Regions from separate parts of the Gossypium hirsutum genome. Here region 1 is linked to region 2. Evidence: chromatin contacts called from public Hi-C data. All regions are on one chromosome and are shown on one strand. Each heading gives the region's core, a stretch centred on a gene start, on an enhancer-like site or on the middle of the called end of the contact. The rest is flanking DNA. Distances are from core to core; before and after follow the strand shown.

Region 1 (4,479 bases), core at 1,178-3,677, 140 kb before region 2:
AGAAAGCTTAAGTTTTTACTGTCTTACTTTGTGATTAAGATAATGTCATTTGATTGATTATATGTTGTTAATGTGTGTAGATATAAGCATGAATAGCTAAATCGTAGGTGGTTGGTTGATGAAAATGTGGGGAAGTTGATTTTTGGGTTTAGGGATTAAATAGTAAAATTTAGACTAAATCGAATAGACTTCAAAACTTAGGATTGACGCCCTTAAGGGAAAATTAAGATAAGTGAGATTGAGAGGAGATCTTATCAGGTACCAATTTGATAATCCTAAGTTAGTTCGGTGAGGTCGAGAGATAAACTAAACTAATTTGTTTAACTTGGTAAAATTGAGTCCGAGAGATAAAATTAGACCAATTTAGGAGTATTAGTGATTTAGATCCCTAATTCAAAGGTTAACCAACTGTTGTTTGTTATCTTATTTGTTAGATTCATACCTTGCTAGATTTACAATTTAGTCCTTTTACATTTCTAGGTAGTTAATTAGTGCAATTAACCCCTTGTATGACTTGTCGTAATATAATTATTTAGTGATTAGTCAACTAGACTCTTTTAATTGCATGCCTATAGTTTAGAAATCACTTAATCGCCGACTCCTTTGAGTTCAAACTTTGGAATACTTCGATGTTCCATTGGACACTATGATATTACAATTGACATTGTACACTTACAATTAAAACCGCACTTTTAAATTATTTTATAAAATTATTTATTTTCTGCGCATCCTTGCACATAATCAGCCCCATTGGCGTGTAGATATGCAAACATTAAATTTTATCCAAATCTAAATCAATATTTTGTGATAAATGCAATTTAACTTAATTTTAATAGTCAAGTTTAAGAGTCCAAATATTCACTAACTTGTTAAATATTTCAGATTAATGTTCGTTCAAATTGAGATATTTAGAGTTACATTTTGTAAAAAAAACTTGAAGTGCGAGCCTCACTAATTTAACATAACTTTGTGTTAATTGGACATTTGTATAATTTTTATTTTACTTTTGGCCCATTCAGTTATTTATTTTATTTCATTTCTTTTTTTTATATAAAGTATTTCATTATAAATGTTTTTTAACAAAAATATAAAAAATCAAGAATTAAAAATTTGCAATAAAACCCAAAACTTTACAAGGTTTACAATTACATCCCAAATTTCACACAACTGTTGAGACAGGTGGTCTCCTCCAAAATGTTTACCTGCACAAGGAAATGGCAACAACCGCCTACAGAAGTGAAGTACATTCCTCGGCACCATTCCGCACAAGGCCAGCACAGCCATGCCACCGCAGCTCTATGAGGAGCTCATGCTCCTTCTCTCCTAGCTCCTATATAGCAGCATCCGAAAATCAAGAAAAAAGAGGTTTGCTGCATTTTTATGAATTCAGAGCAAGAAAAGCATTCTTTTTCAGCTTCCCTCAAGATTCAAAACCATCCGACTACACCCTTAACCCACCAAACCGCCCTTAGCACCTCACTAACCCAACTTCATTCCCGAACAACCAAGGCTCCCACCTCCATATATCACTATCTTCACCACTATCAACTCTCAACTAACCCCTAAACCAAACTTAAATCCTCTCCCACAAGCCTCCAGAAACCATTCGGCCACTTCAACTTCACCATCCACAACCCGTTTAGTTAAATCGAAAAAAGGCAGAGAAAAAAAAACTCATCTTTATTGGGCAGCGGTAGTCTCCCTCATGTTCAGGAGGTCCTATTGCGGTTCCGCAGAGGTCGGGCAGTTAAGGATAGCGAATCGACGGTAACCGATCGAGACTCCGACAGCGGTGACGGCGTTGAAATGGAGGCAATATTTCTTAAGGGAGATGGTTTTGTCGTGAAAGAGAAGATAAAAAGCTTTAGTTGAGACCGGTGGTCTCCTCCAAATGTCCCAGAATTGGGCTGATTTGTTAATGGACTTGGGCGGATATGCCCAAACGGGATTTCCAACAGGAAAATAAAAACTGTGAAGAACCTTCCAAGCCTTCCTTCCTTTTTAAAAAAAATATATTTTTTCACATTTAAAATCTAATAAAAACTTAAATATAATAAAGATTATCAAAGAAAAAATTCCAAAAAGAAGAAGAAGCTAAATCCTTAAATTTTTATGGATTTTTATTATTAATTTTAGATTTCTTTGAATGATAGATTTTTATTTATTGAGTTTATAAATGAGTAATTTAAATAATTGATGAATATTTTACATTTGAGATTTATTTAGTATTATTAATTTAATATTTGTAAATATATTTATACATTAAATTGTTTAAAGAATATCAATAAATTTAAAACGGTATACAGAAACAAATCGATATCCCACGGTGGAGACAGCACAATAAAAAACACCCAGAGACCAAAACAATGTTCATGGCGTTTTTAGTCTAAAGAATTTTGGGTGTGGAGGCGTATTGTTTATTTAGATGAAAGAAGATAAAGCATTTATCTTCCTATGAAACAACGTGCTAAGATGTTGTTGTTAACCAGGTCACTCTCCAATAGAAACACTGAACAAGCTATAAAACACAGTTTCTTCGATGAATCCTTAAGTTAAGACAAGAATAGTTTATATCCTATGTTGCCGTCCTTCTCTTCTCGTCTCTCAAATTCCTTTTCGCCTTGGCTTCAACGCAATGGTACATCCCAACAAAGACAAACTTTGTAAATTCTTTCTCTCTCTATATAACACCACTTCTCCCTCGGTAAACAAAATGTCGTCTCCACATCCCAAGAACCATGGCTGGTTACCGCGATAGGAACCCTTTTGACGAAGAAGAAGATCAAGTTAATCCTTTTTCCGTGAGTTTCATCTCTCTCCATCCACTCTATATTTATAATTTATCCTATACACATATATGTAGAATCTGTACCTAGTTTATGAGTATGGATGATTGGTAAACATGCAGAACCCTTCACAATATTCGCACTCAAGGCTTCCAGCTCTTCCTTCTGAACCTGTCAGCTACAATTATGATCGCAATCCAGTCATTGAGATCAATCTTGATAATCCCACGGTAATTTCAAACCCACTTTTCTGGATGGTGTCCAACTCATCACATCAGCTTTTTTCTGACTATATGTATTATGATGCTTGAAATGTAGAATTTGAAGCAGAAAGAGACAGAACTCCAGGCCAAGGAAGCTGAACTTAAAAGGAGGGAAGAGGTAATACATCTTTACAAACATGTTAAAAACTTGGCTAAATTATGTTTTTAGTCCTTGTGCTATCACTTCATCATTTTACTTTAAATCGACTTTTTTTCCTTACTGTTATTACTTGTTAGTAAGAGAGATTAGTCCAAATCATGTTAATGCGTTAAAATGAAAAAGTATGAATTGAATCCTATACTATTATCAAATCAGAATTTTAACTTCCCATGGATTCCACCGTACACTCAGTGTGAGATGTCAATCTTACCCACAACTGGTATCCTCCTTAGTCCTATAATTGTTTGGTGAAAGTATGAGTTCAAATCCCATCAAGAGCAAATGTTGAGTTCTCCTTCACTCACCCCTCTAAACTCACTGTTTCTTGAACTCCAGCAGAGTCATTTTGAAACAAATTCGAGAGATAAAAGTTAAGGATAAAATCAAACACAGACATTCCGGCCCGAACTTGTGGAAGAGATCTGTTAGCCGTCACCCTGGTGGACAATATTTCACAAAGTCTCTCCGAACGTTCAAAATCCCATCAACAACACTGTTTATTAATTATATAATGAAATGTCAAAGCGTATACTATTCATAGTCACCATATTCATGTATGTATGTATATATCTTACGCAATGGCCTTTAGCAGTAGATGAATCATTGAATTGCCCTTGTTCGTAATTCTTACTCATTACCATCTTTCCTGGACATGCATTCATCAGGAAGTTAAAAGGAAAGAAGAAGCTCTAGCACGAGGTAATATTTACCACTAAAATTTGCTTACTCTTTGCAAATTTAATCTCTCTCTTCTGGGTATTTAAGCTTCTTCAAGTTCATTTTAGCAGGTTTGATGTTTTTATTCTTAAATTTGCAATGCAACTTCTTGGTTTTAAAAATACATATATAAAATAATGATTCACCGTCACAAGGTTGATTTTGTTTTGGTTGTAGCTGGAGTGCTTCTGGATGTGAAAAATTGGCCACCATTTTGCCCAATCATCCACCATGACATTGCAAATGAGATACCTAGTTATCTACATCGAATGCTATATGTAGCTTTCGCCACCTTCTTAGGCATGTATGCAAGCTGCTTGTCAAAATGCATAGCTAAGATTTTATTATTACAAACAAGATAGAATGATGAATGTTAATTTCATGCAGGGTTGATCCTATGCCTTTTCTGGAATGTCATAGCTGTTTCCACAGCAAGCATCAAAGGGTCAGGTTGGATTAGAAATCCCGTTGCTACTCCTGGGTTTTCTTTCTTTTTCATTACAATCTTTAGATTCTGATGGTTGAATCTTAAAAACAATTACATTTAGGCGTA
Region 2 (4,453 bases), core at 1,121-3,620:
GGATGGTTCCACCTAATTAAATAAATTTTTAGCATACTTTTATTCTTACAAAATCTATATAACAATTCCAAAATGTAATATAAAATTTTCCTCGTTACGAGTGGGAATGTATGTGGGTGGTTTACTCGAGGACATAGAAATGGAAAGCGAAACCGTGCCCATGATTGCAGTAGTGACAGGCAACCTCCAATGTTTGCTCTCCTCGGTCGCGTCGCCCCCACACATCTCCCGATATAATGTTGCCAAGACGGCAGACCCCCAACTAAATTCACCGGCTCCTCTAAAATCAACGAGTTTTAGTAGCCACCTTAGATGTACACGGCTCCGTGACGTGTTGGGCATCCGATAACCTCCAATTATTTGAAGAATGTATGATCGAGCATATCAGATTCTTTCAATTTCGGTTGAATTTGCATTCGGATCGGGGAAGGTGACACGTAACCAGCCCATCTCCACCTTACCTCCATCCATTTTATCCGGAAGAGCGCCCAAAAGCTCGTAGCACACCGCCTCCCAATTGCTAGATTGGGCAGACCCGGTGACTGGGTGCTCGTCCATCGGCAATCCCAATTGCAGATGGACATCTTCTAGAGTGATAGTGCACTCACCACATGGAAGATGAAATGTGTGTGTCTCGGGTCTCCACCTCTCGATCAACGCACTGATCAGTTTCGGCTCCAACTTGCATCCCCGGCCTACCGTCGCCACGTGCCAAAAACCCGCTTCCCGCAGGTAATTCTCTACTAACGGTGATGGAGGACCATGCATATTCCGGATAGTGCATTCCAATACTCGATCTTCATACTTTTATAACAAATAATAAATTAATAATTTTCTAAAAATACATAAATAAAAATATCTTAAATAATATTTAAAATTTAAATTTAATACTTACCATTTTCATTTGCTCCATCGATATGTGATTCCTATCAAGACGAATCAATGATCCGGCCATTGATGAAAATATAAAAAAAATTTTAAAATTATTTTAAAAAAATATAAAAAAATTTGAAATTATTTTAAAAAAATGAAATTGAGGGGAAATTGAAATTTAATATGGATTTGAGAGATTTTTGGAATGAAATTGAGAGGATTTTGGAAGAAAATTGAGAGTTTAAGAGAATTTTGGAAGGAAATTGAGAGGGTTTTGGAATGAAATTGAGATAGGATTTGTTTGTGAAAAAAAAAAGGGTGGGGGGTTTTATAGTTTTTTTTTACCGTTGGGGGGGGAACGGTCAAATTTAATATGGATTTTTGACCGTTGGGGTACTGTTCACGCGCGGGGGACATCGTGTCCACGTCCGCGCGACTTGCTAACGTGGAAGGAAATCGCGCCCTCGTGGACGCGATTTCTCGAAAAATAGATCATTCCGGTAAATAATCAAAAAATCGGCCCATTTCGAAAAATTTTGAAAAAAAATGACTTTTTTAAGTAAATTGCCCCCACCATACATTATTTATTTTATTTACTCAAAAAAATAAATTGGATTCCATAAATTATGGACCGCTTATTGATTACGAAAAGAGAACATGAAAAATATGGTTTGCGGCAAAGGAAAACATGGAGGTTGTCAGCAATGTTTGTGGTGTGTGTACAAAACAATGACATAAAGCATGCTAATTGCCGACTATTTGCCCACCTAACATTCTGCTGATTCTATATATGTACTTTACGCCTGCCTTTCTTTCTTTCTTTTAGGAAGGCTTATTTTGATTTCAGTGATTATTAAATTATTTTTTTTATTTCTTGATATTTAACACGTTTTATTTATGGTTCAAAGATTAAAATTTAATTTTTATTAAAAATAATTAATGGTTTTTTAGGATATGTAATTTTAAAATGTCAATATAAGAGTTTTTTCTAGGCTTGATATAATTAATTAGAATTTTGAATTTTTAATAAAATAAAACTTATAGAACAACAAGATTATGATTTGAGTGAATAGAATTATATATATAAAATTAATTCAAAAATAAAATGAAGCTTTTAATGAAATAATAAAGTCATTGCAAAGTACTGTATTTTAAATTCAAATCCATATTTTTCTAAATTTTACATTATTTGAAATGACAAAAATACCCTAACCCGTTATTGTTTTATGAAAAAAATCTTTTAAATATAATAATAAGAAATTGGGGTTCAAAACCCTAATTAGGTTCAACGGTCTATCTAAGAAAAAAGCACGAATGATTGAAAAATCTCGTAAATTAATTTTAGTGATGAAAATATTTTATTATTAAACAAGAGAAATCCGAGGATTGATGGATCCAACGGACAAGGTTTTTCACAGAGACGTAGCGGTCATAATGTAGTGACGGCGGCGCAATTAAGGATCCAGATACTATTTAATATTTAATTCATTAAAAAATTATATAATAATGATTCCAAAAATATAGTAGCACGTTGCCGCCTCTGCCTTGCTCTCCAAGTCATTGAAATAGAAAGCGAGTTAGTAAAGACCTGGAACCATCGTGTGACAACGCCACGTACCTCGCCTACTTTTTGTTTTTCTTTTTCCTTCTTTTGCCTTTTTGTATTTTTAATACATATCCGCTTTCTCTGTGATTTTCCTCCAGTTTTCTTGGTTCATATAGGCTAAACAAGTAAAAGAACAGATCTACAGAGCACGAAGATGAGGAACTTCAACTTCTTCCGGAGATTATCCAGGGCTTTTGATGATTATCCTTCTCTTTCTAAGATCATCGTCGTCTCGACCATCAGGTGCTTTTTTCATTCCTTCCTTCTTTCTTTCTTTCTTTCTTTCTTTCTTTCTTTCTTTTTTTCCCCATTTTTTTAAGCATTTTTCTTGTGTTTATAACTTTATATACAAATATTTTATTTGCTTTTTGGTTCTATGAAGTTGTTAAGCATGACCTGCGTGCTTCTTTGTGTTTCTATATATATAATATATATTATCATAGATTTAGTTTCTTCATATTGATTTGTGGTTCATGCTGTTTTTGTTTGTAGATTCTCTCTGCATTTAGATAAGCGATTGTTTTTAGGTCCATCTGATGATTGATGATTTTTTTTTTGAGATTTTGAGCTGAAATTTGGAATATTGAAATGCTCTGTCGGAAGTCTGAAGAACAGAGCAAATATGTTTTGGATTATAGGGAGGAAGAGAACTGTCATCTCTGCCTAAAGGCCGGTGTGAGTGAATTATGCACGCTAGGAAAATTGAAGTTTTATTTGCTTCTTTAAAATTGTAAAGGAAATGGGAAAAGATCTAAAAACTTGTCTTGTTTGAATGTTTATGCAAAGTTTAGGAGCTTGAGTGCATAATTTATTAATTTCTCAAGATTAGTTAAAAACGAACTGTATGTTTGAAACTTTCCATTAAGCATTCTCCTTCAGCACTAAGTCTATTGCATTTCTTTGGTGCAGTGGTGGGAGCCTTATAGCTTATGCTGAAGCAAACGCTTTCAATGGCAGTAAGGGCCATATTGCTCATGCTGATGCGGTGGCATCTAATGATGACCGTCGAATTGCTTCATCTGAACAAGTTCCCAAGAAAAAGAAGGTGGTGCTGCTTGGAACTGGTTGGGGAGGAATGAGTTTCTTGAAGAGCCTGAATAACCCTAATTATGAGGTGCAAGTTGTTTCTCCTCGTAATTTCTTTGTGTTCACCCCATTGCTACCAAGTGTTACATGTGGCAAAGTGGAAGCCCGCAGCATTGTTGAGCCAATTCGCAACATCATCAGAAAGGTAATGTGGATTTGTCTATGAAAATAAGATCTTGTATATTGTGGAAATCAGAAAAACCAATTCTAAATGAATTCTGATGACGGTTTCCTGTTTCATGCTTGAGCAGAAAAACGTTAACATCAGTTACTCTGAAGCTGAATGCGTAAAAATAGATCCCAATAATAAGAAAATTTACTGTCGCGCTACTATAGACAGCCATTCAAAGGGGCAAGAAGTGTTTGCGGTAGACTATGACTACCTTATTATAGCTGTGGGAGCTCAGGTTAACACCTTTAATACCCCTGGTGTCATGGAAAATTGCCATTTCCTAAAGGTAAGTTCTGTTTCCGTACTTTATTTAGTATTGGGGAAACATGTGATAGAAGCCATTTTCGCTTCTCTTAATACCATTATGTTTGTTTTGTTTTGTTTTGTTTTGTTTTCTTTCATTCTAAGCATCATGATTCTTTGGGCAGGAAATTGATGATGCTCAGAAGATTCGTAAGAATGTTATTGATTCCTTTGAGAAGGCAAGCTTACCAAATTTAAGTGATGAGGAGAGAAAGAAAATCCTTCACTTTGTTGTTGTTGGCGGTGGCCCAACTGGTGTGGAATTTGCTGCAGAACTTCATGACTTTGTCAATGAGGATGTGGTCAAGCTATATCCAAATGTCCAAGACTTGGTGAAAATAACTCTTCTTGAGGCTACAGATCATATTTTGAACATGTAAGAATGTGAATGTCGAAATTTCTTTTAAAATAAG

Evidence for each region. Hi-C and Micro-C count contacts between places; a contact is called where the count stands out from the background.
Region 1: a Hi-C map of leaf shows a contact between it and region 2, with 1.9 times the contacts expected there. The contact joins the promoter of LOC107899866 here to the promoter of LOC107900620 in region 2. A contact is called at or near these places in 2 of 34 Hi-C or Micro-C datasets (both in leaf).

Annotation. Positions count from the first base shown.
Region 1 is chrD06:43,469,148-43,473,626 of Gossypium_hirsutum_v2.1, reverse strand. LOC107899866 (secretory carrier-associated membrane protein) reads left to right here and starts at 2,427. Exons shown (of 12, transcript XM_016825608.2): 1 at 2,427-2,801; 2 at 2,909-3,016; 3 at 3,105-3,167; 4 at 3,875-3,908; 5 at 4,104-4,226; 6 at 4,314-4,376; 7 at 4,475-4,479. The coding sequence starts at 2,739.
Region 2 is chrD06:43,330,015-43,334,467 of Gossypium_hirsutum_v2.1, reverse strand. It overlaps LOC107900620 (external alternative NAD(P)H-ubiquinone oxidoreductase B2, mitochondrial), which reads left to right and starts at 2,370. Exons shown (of 11, transcript XM_016826287.2): 1 at 2,370-2,487; 2 at 2,578-2,722; 3 at 3,389-3,710; 4 at 3,817-4,023; 5 at 4,166-4,416. The coding sequence starts at 2,634.